Regions from separate parts of the Zea mays genome. Here region 2 is linked to region 1. Evidence: chromatin contacts called from public Hi-C data. All regions are on one chromosome and are shown on one strand. Each heading gives the region's core, a stretch centred on a gene start, on an enhancer-like site or on the middle of the called end of the contact. The rest is flanking DNA. Distances are from core to core; before and after follow the strand shown. Region 1 holds the start of LOC103653847 (NAC domain-containing protein 7). Region 2 holds the start of LOC103653849 (SAUR11-auxin-responsive SAUR family member).

Region 1 (6,055 bases), core at 1,542-4,041:
TGCACTTCTCTGCATGCCCATTCCAAAATGCATGTGTCTATTTAGCAGCAGCTATGTATGTATATATATACTTGTTTCAGAATTAATGTACTTCTTACCTTGGAGATCCCAGGGCTCAATTTTGTACAGATCGACGTCTTTTATGACGTCAAGGTCGATCTTGTTGGACGCCACCTTGTTCCTCAGGTAGTAATCGACCAGCTCCTCGTCGGTGGGGTGGAAACGGAATCCAGGGGGGACATGAGAGAAAGTGTCCATCCTTTCGATCAGAGGATCCCTAGTAACTACACGGAGTAACATGACATAGATTCAGTACAAGTTTCATCAGCAAATTAAACATGCCAGTGCTATGCACTGATGCACTAAACTAGCTAGTTTTTCATAGCCACGCACACGTAAAAGGTTACCTGGCCTGTCATACCACACGCTCTACTAGAGTGTGGACACCCGATAATCATGCTAATAAGAAGCCATATGAGAGAAAAATGAGCTATTATATTAGTACCACATACTGGGTATATAAATGTAGGTGCCAACACTAGTATGCATGACACATCAATGCTAAGGTTTGCTACTCGTATTAATAATACCTTTTTTTAGCTAGTGATACAAGTAAATACTTTATCAATCTTAATTAACAATTGATAAAGGGTGCAAAGGATTAAGTTAGACCGTTTAATTTGGATGCATAGGGCTAATAATTATTACCCAGAATTTTTAGCCACATTAAATTCAAACATGAAGGTAATTAATAGGTGAGCTATTTTTTTTAGCCAAGCCTTCGACTAGTTGTTAGCAAACTTGCTGATCAACCCTATCTAATCCATATTAATTTGTACTATCAGCTAATAACTAGCCCTAACCAATCTAAACACACCCTTAATAATTCTAATAGAGAAGAACCAATGCTGCATGATAGCTAAACTTAGCACACAAACCAGGTGAGGAGTAGAAGTTTCATTTCATTTCCACTGGGATGATATTTTCAGGGGGGAAAAAAGCGAGCAATCATGGCAGTAGATAAAAAGTAGACACTTTCATCATGTATACGATTACAAGATTAATCCATTGGCTCTCCTTGGTTCCTTTTGTGCCAAGGAAGCTAGCTCAGTGCACATGCGGACCTTTGTGCTGAAAGAAATGTAACCGAAACAGCAAGAACATGCATCAGCTAGCGCAAAAACGATATTTCTTTGCCCCAATAGATATGATGATAGATTATATGGCAAAATAGTTTTAGAAAAGATTAAACCTAATATTTGGGAATGTTCGTATTAATACATATAACTGGAGAAAGGAAAATTAATACACCGAAATGCACCTGCATGCATATATCTTTCAAATTGAGAAAAAAAAAAGGCACGCGCGGTGCACACACACAATTACAGAAGATAGAGGGCCGGGTCCGTTCTGACGACATAAAATAACATATTAATATATCAGCCTAATTAAACTGAAACATCCTCTCCATGAAACAAAAGGAGGTACGGTAATGAGGGGGAAAAAACCAATGCAAGAGAAGAGAATCTGGCGGCTCCTTCAAACACTGGAAGTTATTTGTAGAAATTCCATAAGAAATATGGTTCAAAATTTCAGAGACATGAGTTTGGGAACACTCTATTATAGGCCTTATTCCGTTGTTGTCTACATGCATGCTGGATCTCTGTTATCTAACCTTGTTAATTTTACACAACAGAGATATATATTAAACACTCTAGGCCTTATTTGGGGGGTGCATGAATTTGGATTTTGGAAGTTAGCTAAGGAATGTACGCGCATAATTAACCTAGCTACCGAGCTACTAGTATTGGTAGCTGGGAACCGGCAGTGTCGTCTGGTGGCACACTGCACTACACACAGCAGCATCGATCCAAGAACTAATTAAGCAAATGAAAGAAGCTAATAACAATGCACTATATATACGCATATATGCACAGGGAGAGGTGATCGAAGCCTCACCAAGCGTGTGCGTGCGCCAAATTTATCTAGTTCGCCCAGATCGAGTCCACCAGTCGAGAGCCAACGACGACGCTTATAAGAACACAAACTCACAGTCACAGCTCCTGAACAGTAGCCTGCCACGCACCTCTTGTAACCCTGCTTGGGCCCCGGGCGGACGAGATGGATCAGGCGATCAGCTAGGCACCACCCTTCACCCAGTCAGTCGTACTCTCGGTACAAACGCCAGGATGAGAGGGAGAGGAGAAGAACAGACATGTATGAGTTTGGTTTGGGGGCTTACCACCACCAAGCTGTAGGTTGCCTCCACTTTATATACCAGCAGCTAGCAGAAGCAGCAGCTGTCGTCCAGGTCAGGGACTCAGCAGCAGCTAGCAAGGCAGCAGCACGCTGGATCGATATCGCTTTCACCGCCCAGGCCGGGGAACGAGAGGGACGACACGGAGACGGAGCGGAAAGCGCGGATGGATTGCGGGCAAAGTCTGGGTGGAGGCAGAAATCCTGGGATGCCTGGATCTGCCTGTGCCCTTTCCCGATTGGCCTGCCGCCCGCCCGCGTTCCTTTCCCCCACTGTAACCGCCACCACCTCCACCCGCCACCAACAGCGACCGCCCGCGCGCGCGACTGTTTGCGCTAGCCAGCAAGCAGCTCGCCGTCACCTCGATCGCGCGCCCGCCTGAGGCGGCAGTGGCCCGGGCAGCCCCTGCACTGCACGTCTCTGTCAGGCGCTCTAGCCGCGTCCCGGCGACCCTTTGGCGAGAGAGGGATATGACTGAGAGGGACAGGCAGAGACGCCGGGAGCGCGGTGTGGGATGGGATGGAGATGGAGTGGAGTGAAATGTAACGGGGGAAGCCGAGTTGCGCCCACAGCCCACTTATATACGGCTTCGTGGCGCTGGCTGGAGAGGGCCGGTGCCACTGCTGGAAGCTAGCTTTAGCTGGACTGGAGAGTCCTGGAGGAGGCGGAAACACCACTACTGCTAGAGTGGAGTGCTACTGTGCTAGTGCTCTCACGACTCAGCTCGGCGTTGGCTCTGCGAAAATGCCACATGCACCAGGCACAGGCAATCCTCGGTCGTCGTAGCCTCGCCTCGTAGATCGTAGCTAGCACTCTCCCTCGATATAGCCATATAGGTCGATCGGTACGGTGCGCCGTAGTTCATAGCATCGCGCTAGTAGCTAGGGGTGGCCTCCTGGGCCATCGAGTCCAGGCTTCTACTACTGTCTACTGAAGGAAGCCGTTCTCCAAATAAATGGAAAAATCCTGTGTGAAGGAAGTCAAACATCTTAACCTGTCCATTAGCAGTGTGCCGCAATTTAGAATACCGCATTTCCTATTCTTGAAAACGAATTAGCAGCGAGAGAGATCGAAGATGTTCAGTCCTAAGACGGTAAGGTTGAGAACAAGTTTTGATAGTTGTATTTAGATTAGATGCATGCTGGAATAATATAATAGTGTTGGCGCCAAACATCGGAGATGAACCACGTGACGGTACTCTCTGCAGAGGCGCGGATAGTACGTGGCACTAGATCGTACGGTCCACAGCCTTTTAGTGAAGATTGACGAACCAAAAGCCTATGCACTAAGCCTGATGCAAGTCACCAGCTTTTCAATTCGACAGGGTGACCATTCAATAGAGCTCTAATGCATAAAGGCCGTTTTGGATTGCATCTTTCTCGGGCATGACCATCTGATCAAAGGATTAAAATGTATAAACGGAGGTGCCCCAGCCTGAATAGGCAAAGAGACTATATGTACCACGGGTTTATTATCGTACCATTCCACTATTGGATATATAGGACAATATATCGACGATGAGTAGGTGGGTGGAAAGTATCGTGGTATCACTGGATGAATAGGTGATGCTTATTGTGTCGCCTTTCAGCCGTTTTATTCAGACGTTTTCTTTTAGCGGTTGACCGAGGTTTCTTTGTTGGTCGATCGCGTAGAACGACCTTCTTGCTAGCATATTTGGAGAGCAATTGATCAAAAATAGGACCGGCTTTGACCAGCCGACCATGTGTGTTATATGGGTGTTTTCCCCTGTGTCTCCTTTTTCGCTTTATGTGGAGGCTGACGACTTTGGCCATGGGCGGATTGTCCGGCTGAGTTAGCCAGACCGTCTGTTTGAGCACCGGACCGTCCGCGCGCATGTGCTGGACCGTCCACGATGCTCGAGCCAGGGAGATTTGCTTGGCTACTCGATTGAGCCTGCCTCTCGACGTCTCCAGACTTGTTAGTCTTCTTGTCCGGAGCATTCCGAACAATCCCTCCTCGTGATATATTCGACATGTGCGAATCACCAATGACGATGTTTTTGCCTTTGTCTTTATCGGCCACTTCTGGCCGAACCAAGACTTTTATGCTTGCTAGTTCTATTATATTGACATGAAATAGTTGCATGCCCACTTGCATCTCCTAAAAACATAATCGGCTCTCATTTATGGCAGATTATATCTGTTGACAAAAAATGTTACAATCATTAGTGGCATGGGAAAAAGAATTATACCACTTGCAATAAGCACGTCTCTTTAACTCATCTAGAGGAGCAAGAGTATGAGTTACTTTAATGTTGCCACTTTTCACTACTTCGTCAAATATAAATCAGTCAACCCTAATAATTCATATTTATCGAAAAAGAAATGCTCATGAAATTTCCTTTCTAAATTCTAGGAATTAATGGAATTAGGAGGTAGGACGACGTACTATGCAAAATCGATACCAATAAGAGATAAAGAAAATAAACAAACACGAAAGGCTTTCCCATCGACCAATTCACTTAGATGTGCTAGGAACTGGCCTACATGTTCGTGTGTGCTTCTACCACTTTCACCACAAAACTTGGAAAACTCCGGTATCTTTGCCCCTTGTGGGTACATGACAGTGTCAAACCAGTGATCATATGGCTTTTGATATGGCTGCCTACTCTGGCTACACTAACTCTGAGCCTATCTCCAAATATTTTAGCCATCCCTTTCCTAATTTTCTCCATTGTGCCCGATGGCAGGCCACCAAACTCTAGGCCGTGTGGCTCATTTGGCCGGGCATTCTTATGCTGACCTTTCTTCCGTGGCCGATCGAGAACGTTACTGGCCTGTGTTCATATGGTGCGATGTGGTTTAAATATGTAGGGGGACGAACGTACTGCTGATGTGGTATGTAATAAATCGGTGCATAGTGTGCAACAGTAGGTTCTGCGTATATGTATCCGGACAGTCCGAACCAGGCGGCGGGACAGTTCGACGCGATGCCAGACCGTTCGATGGTAAATCTGAACTGTATGGTTTAGTTCACTACTATCGGGGCGCCACATGGTGGTCCTGGTGCAGCCCCGGACTGTCCGGTAGGAAAAGCCGAACGATCTGATGGTGTCTTGGGGCGGCGATCTGCCAAGCAAGGATGACAGTGATGATATTTGTCCTGTATATGAATTGAAGAGATGCAACCTCGATCTCTCCATATTTGACAACCTTCTGGTGACGATCCACTGAGAATTGTGATAAGAATTTCTCCTTCGCCTGACGCATGTAGTCTTCATATTGTTGTTGCTCATCGGCTGACAGACTTTCAATGGCCGGCTTACGGATATTGTCTAGGGAAATATCGGTGTGATCTTTAGAATCGACCATTTGAGGGTCTAATTTTTAGTAGATCTAGACACTTGTTCCCCGGTGGAGTCGCCAAAAAGTGTGTTTGGCACCGATCTAGGCGCCAAACGACGGAGATGAACCACGTGACAGTGATCTCTGTGGGGCGCGGATAGTCCGCGACCCTAGGTGGGACGATCCGTGACCTAGGCGCAGGAGCGACTCCTTTGCGTACGTCCAGACAGTTCGCGCCTGGGGCTCGGACGGTCCACGATGGCGTAAAGGGTCGTCATCTTCGCAGCAGACATAGATATCGCCTTCTAGTAGGGACCCCGTCGAGGAGGAGAGATCCTAGGGTCTGTCTTCACGTTGGTAGGCCAACCAAGACGTCTCTAGTCTATATAGAGCCGAAGAGAGGTGAAGATTTGAGATAGAGGAAGGCTAAATCAGGACTACTCCTAATGTATAAGGTAAAAACGATAAGTAGAGTTGATTGGATCGATTGTAA
Region 2 (6,272 bases), core at 3,564-6,063, 230 kb after region 1:
CAGCCGTAATTCTCCCTGTCTTCTCATCAAAATGAGCTCCACTTTGATTCTTTGCATCCTTTAGCAACCTATAGTCCCTTTTCAACTCTCTTTTCTTATCTTGTATTTGTGTCTTTGTGAAACAGACATATTGTTCCCTCCGATGAAATTCCTTGACAATTTTGTTCCATGCTTATGTTGTCCATCCATTTTGACCCCTATAATCAGCTGTCTTGTGCTCATGCAAGAGGTCCACAAGAGTCTTCTCTAGAGTTAAGTTCCAAGCAGCTCTTAATTTCTCTACACAAGACAAGGAAGAAACATTAGCTGTCGAATTCCAAGAGGCTCTTAATTTCTCTTAATTTGTCTACTTGCATACCTTTTGGAGAACCTCCATGTTTTCTTGGATCACCAGCTTTAGGAGAAGGCTTCTTTGTTACACTTTTTGATAAGAGCATGTTGATTCTTGGAGAACCCCCTCCAAACATGTTAACTGATATTATATAACACAATATTAAACCAAATTTCTATGCTGAAAACAGTTAGCTGAAATTTCTATTCTGAAATTGGAACTAAAGAAACAAATAAATTTTTTATTCTGAAAACAGTTAGCTGATATTAATGAGAGCTAAGAGAGGTAACAATGTGACAGTAAATAAAATTTAGCAAACAGAGCAACATATGGTCTATTCCAAACTAAACCAGAATACATGAGGGCTAATAGATGTGCCAATTTTTTAGACAAATGTGCCACTAATTTCTATGCTCTTGGTAATCATTCCACATTTCTTGTGCTATTGCATCTCTAAGATTATTGCCTTGGACAATTACTTGATCGTTGCCTTGATCGCCATCCGATAGATCAATAAAGTTTTGTGGCGAAATATTATCTGGTTGATTATCTAACCATTCCTCATCCCCTTTGAGTGATCAGATAATATTGTGAAGTACAACAACTGCTACTGGTATCTTCACTTGATTCCTTATTTTGTGAAATGTGGCAGCTTTTAGGATGGGAAAGCGCTTCTTCACAGTCCTTTCAACATGATTCCACGGTATGGCATGGCGATGGTTAAATAACTCCTTGTAGTTCTGAGGTCTACGGTGACCTTGCCCATATTCCTTTAGATGGTATCTAACTCCACGATAAGGTGCGAGGAATGACATGGTGTTAGCATACCCACCATCAACCAAATAGAACTTTCCTAGAGGTACATGGAATCCATTGTTCATTGCAGATCGAAGAACTCTAGCATCCGTAGCTGATCCCTCCCACCCAGTAGACATGAAAGTGATATTTAGGTCGAAATCACAAGCTACCATCACGTTTTGGCTGAGAGTTCCCTTCCTATTTCTAAAAGGAGCAGCTTTGTCAGGTGAAATTGTAATGGGCACATGAGTGCCATCAGTTGCACCGATGCAGTTCTGCACAAGAAAACTATATGTGAATTTTTAAAATTTGGAAGAAAATGAATAGATATTGGGCAAGGATAGAAATGCCATCACCTTGAAGTAAGGATAGAACCTAGGATTCCTTTCAATTTTCGGATGTACTTGAATTGGAGAAGGAGGCTTCAAAAATCGTTTGGCAAGGAAAGGGACAACTATGTCAAAAAATGTTTTATATGATGGTGGAATGTGTCACTACTATGCCCAAACTCTTCTTGCAGATCCTCAAATGAAGCATTATGGCTTATCATGTATAGAAAGAAGCCGAGCTTCTCCTCAACTTTTATCCTTGTGTCACGTACCAACCTTTCCTTCCTAAGATAGCTGGCTAGGGCTCTAAAAATTCCAGGTTCCATTCTGAATGCTACTCGGCAGTTCTTGACATGCCCTTCAAGCAACTCTAAAACATGCTCCTCGCCAAATAGCTTGGATGTGTGTCGTCGTTGCTTAACTCTCCTCCCTTTAAGAGAACTAGAACGCAACAAATGTAATGCAGGAAGGAATAACATCATCAAATCATCATCATCCTCATGTCTCCTCTTCCTAATGCGCTCCATTAACCCCATACTCATTGCAAAAAATGGGGGTATCGGGTCCCAAAAAGTACCTCTCGGGGATGGTATCGGGTCCCAAGACGGTGGGGGTTGGTCTTCTCCAACTCTAAGCGGTGCAGGTACAATCTACAAAGAAAAGGTAGAATATTCAAATTAGTAATATTTTTGAATAAGTGGAACTGAAGTACTATTTTCATATTAAAAGAGAAATGCACGTCACAAATAAACAACATAGCATGACTTGACGTGCATAAACAGACAACTTGTGGCTAGATAAAAATAGGGAGAATATACTGTAGAAAAATTTAGAGCCTTGCAGAAGCAACAATACTGCTTACAATAAACAAAGGAACTAATGTTGTCTCTACCAGCAAAACAATGCATACAAATCAGTCTTTTTATTTTTGCTTCTGCACTGCAATGAAACACACAATGTACAGAACAGAAGATTGGGAGACGGTAGTACTTCACAATGCATAGAAGATTTATGATCATAATCCATGAGAACTAGTTTCAGTTAAATAAAGAATGCGGCATCAACTAACATGAACTAACATGAGAACAGGGGAGTAAAGCGAAGGGTGGGGCGCTGTCAGGGGGAGCATGTGTGCGTCCAGCTTTTGTGCAGCGGAGCATGTGTGCGTCTAGCTTTTGGGCAGCAGGAGGAAAGGATCAGTTCATGTGTGCGTCTAGCTTTTGGGCAGCAACAACCATGGCACCGGAGCGGGCAGACTACAACTTGGAAACAAGGATCAGTTCATCCGGACTCAAAACATCTCAAGCTTGTAAGGGAAAATATATGGAGCTAACTACAAACAACAAAAGCTCTGTGGGGAAATATATGTAGCCAACAACCATGCGAGGAGCAGGCTCGCTCGACCATGGCGCGGCTGGATCTAGATCCGTCTAGCCAGATTTGCACAGTGCCACAGTTTGCATGGCTTGGCTAACGGATCGAGCGGAAGGAGGGCACGGAACACGGCAAGATTGTCGCTCTAGTGCTTAATTTGCGAACTGGCAGCTCTGCGAGTCCCTTGCGGCGGCAGTACTTGATTTGCGAACAAGGGAGATGTAGATCCTTGCAGCGGCAGTACCCTAGGACACAGATTCGGAAGAGGAGAAGAGAACGAAGGGAAGGACGAACTCACAGGAGAAAAGTTCGCCGACGAAGAGGGCGGTCCACGGCGGAAGAGCCCTTGCGTCGTCGTCGTCACTTCCTCCAGATCACGCGCCGCCGCCGTCGCTTCTACACCTTGGCCGGGATAGGGTTCCACGGCTGTGGAGTCGTGGACTGATTCCAGGCCGGTATTGAGTTTTTTCGTGGGTATTGGGCCTGATTTGCAAACAGGCGTGGGCTAAACGAACAGGTATTTTTTTGGGCTTGTATTTAATCCAGCCATGGATAACACATGTGGATTCGATCATCATACAGGCCATTTCCAGCCCAGCCGAACAAGGCCTTATGGGTTCTTTTGTGTCATCAACCAGGGGTGACGGCAGGGGGGGGCACAGGGGGCAATGTCCCCCCTAATGCTCCCCTAATTCTATAGGAGATGCTAGTTTTTTAATCTAATTCTCATGTAAATAGTGTAAAATGCTTCTAATAGCCCCTTAATCTAATTTGCCCCCCTAATTTTGGATCCGGCTTCGCCCCTGTCATCAGCCTCGTCAACAGCGGCGCGATCCAATAACTTGTTTAATTGCTCAAACGATTTTAATTGAATCATCCTCTCGCTAGCCCTGTACGAGCTTGTTCAACAAAGTTTTCACCATAACTGGGGATTCGCTGCTACTCCCACGTACGTATAAGCCTTGAATGGCACTTACACATATCTGTGGCATGCCTCTGACTTGCAGCATCATGGCCGTAATTAGTATTTGGTAATGGCTTATTACGGCTCGGCTCCGTAACAAGAGGCTGAGACCTAGGCTAGGCGGTAATTAATGGTGTGTTTGGTTTGTGGAGTCACTCTATGCTTTATGAGTTGATGCATTATAAATTTATTCCATCAATTTTGTAGAATCAACCTACTTCTCATGTATATACCGTATGTAAAGTGTTTTTTTCATGGCGACCGGGTTGCGCACTTTGCAAACACTTCCCGTCCGTAGCCCTGGTACTGTTTGGTGTTATGATGAAAGAAAAAAAAGAAGAGACGCCTCACGTTTGTTTAGTACCGCATGAGAGATTTGGCAAATGTTCATTGGGCCACGTTAGCAGTGATCTGTGTTCCACCTAAAGCAAGTTTAATAGTAGAGCTATTGTTGGCCGCTTTACCATGTCATCTATAATCAACAATAAACACACTTATATAATAAAGTTGACTCTAAAATTAGCTCTTAGATGAATCATTTGTCTTCTTCTCTTTCGTCCTTTTGTCTTGAAGTCCCTGCATCACCTAATTCTCTCATGAGAGCCAACTTCCTCTACTTTTTGATATCTCTCTTTTACATAAGCAAAAATATTATGTAAGTAGACTTAGAGTCCATTATTGTATTTGCTCTTACGTGACCAAAATGAAAGAGAGGGAGACTTGACCCACATGCCCGGGCCCCCGACAACGAAAGAAAACAAAGCTAGCCAAGCCGTCCCGTCCCGCATAGTACGGTGCACCGTGTATTCCCACCGTCCAAAACCACCATCCGGCAAACGAGACGACGGAGAGCCCGGAGGATCGTCACCTCGGGCGAATCTCGCCATGTTCCACTTCCAGGTCCCAAAGGCCAGAAGCGCTGGAATCACGGCCACGGCCAAAACGATAAAAAAAAAAATCTCCCCTGGCTGGCTCTGCCCCACGGGAGCCGAAGGCGGAGTCAGCTCGCACCCACACGCACAGGCGCTCCTGTCCTGCCGCCCGCGTCGCGCCCACACGCCATTCCTCCGCGCACACCACAGCACAGCACACAGCACAGCTCCTCCCCTACCTATAAGATAACCCGCGCTGTCGCGCTCCCTTGCCAGTTGCCACCAGCCACTAGGACGTCGCTGCTTCCACGCCTCCTTTACTCCTGCTCCAACGGTGTATTCCAAGCACAGCGAGAAAGCGGAGACCTTTGCGCGAGTGCGCTCTCGTTCTACCTCCAGCAGCAGCAGCAGCGGCGCCGCAGCGGCATGCCGAGGAGACGGCACGGAGGGTTCCGGCTCGGCTGGAAGCTGCTCGGCGTCTGGTGCTGGGCGGCGCTCTGCCGGCGCCGCCGCCGCGGCCGCGGGTACCTCCGCCTGCACCCGCGCCAACAAGGAGGAGGCAGCGACAGATCCCCGCCCCTCCAGGCGGGTGTAGCAGCGGTGTGCGCCACGAAGCAGAAGAAGCAGCAGCAGCAGCAGCGGGATGACTCTGCCGACTCGCCTCGGATGCTCACGTGGGGGCGGTCGCTGGCGCGGCGGATGAGCCTCCTGCGCCGGCGTGCGGGAGAGAAGGGCCGGCTGCTGGACGACGAGGATGCCGCGGAGGCCACCACGCCCAAGGGGCAGGTGGCCGTGTACGTGGGCGGCGCCGAGCCCGGGGCAGAGTCGATGCGGTACGTGGTCCCCGTGGTGTACTTCAACCACCCGCTGTTCGGGGAGCTGCTGCGCGAGGCCGAGGAGGAGTTCGGCTTCCAGCACCCCGGCGGGATCACCATCCCGTGCGCGGCCTCGCGCTTCGAGCGCGCCGCCGCCGTGGCCGCCGCGGGCGGCGGCGCCGGGAAGAAGGTGCCCGCTGGCTGGTGGTAGTGGTAGCAGCATGTGGCCCACACGGTGGCCGCTGTACATACCACACGTGCATGCCCCTGACCCTCTTCCCCTCAGCGGCTCAGCCTCAGGCAGGAGGATCCCGATTCCCATGGGGAACGATCCTTCTTCTTTTTCTTTCTCATTAGTTTGACTCTCTTTTTTTTTTTTTTTGCCCCCTTGCTCCGTTTCCTTGTGTCGACGGTCGATTGACCATGTGCATGAGATGCGAGGAGGCATAGTTGTATTTTGAGAGATCAGAGATGAACAAGGCTATTCTAGGGTCAGCAAGAACATGTTCTGATTCTACGTACGTCAGGTGTGTTCTGATTGTCTTTGCAACTAACCCATCGACGATCCAGACCTCCTGTTAAAACTGATCAGGACAACAAGGCACAATTAGATGAATCTGACGATGACATTGATTTGAAAACTCTAAGTCATTTGTGTGGTGACTTAACAGAGGAAATCATGTATAGTCAAGTGGAAGAAAATATTTTGGTACACAATCCTCAAAGGAGCAATAATTTTAATTTATTTTAAAAACAAGAAAAGCCAAACGTACCTGACCAGAAACAAAA

Evidence for each region. A called contact is a pair of places that touch in the nucleus more often than the background predicts.
Region 2: a contact with region 1 is called in a Hi-C map of bundle sheath, with 3 times the contacts expected there. The contact joins the promoter of LOC103653849 here to the promoter of LOC103653847 in region 1. A contact is called at or near these places in 3 of 25 Hi-C or Micro-C datasets (bundle sheath, ear and endosperm).

The regions. Positions count from the first base shown.
Region 1 is chr4:154,053,005-154,059,059 of Zm-B73-REFERENCE-NAM-5.0, forward strand. LOC103653847 (NAC domain-containing protein 7) reads right to left here and starts at 2,792. Exons shown (of 5, transcript XM_008680655.2): 1 at 2,243-2,792; 2 at 1,960-2,097; 3 at 99-284; 4 at 1-9. The coding sequence starts at 258.
Region 2 is chr4:154,278,553-154,284,824 of Zm-B73-REFERENCE-NAM-5.0, forward strand. It overlaps LOC103653849 (SAUR11-auxin-responsive SAUR family member), which reads left to right and starts at 4,814. Exons shown (of 1, transcript XM_008680658.4): 1 at 4,814-6,099. The coding sequence starts at 5,095. The coding sequence ends at 5,694. It also overlaps the pseudogene LOC109945837.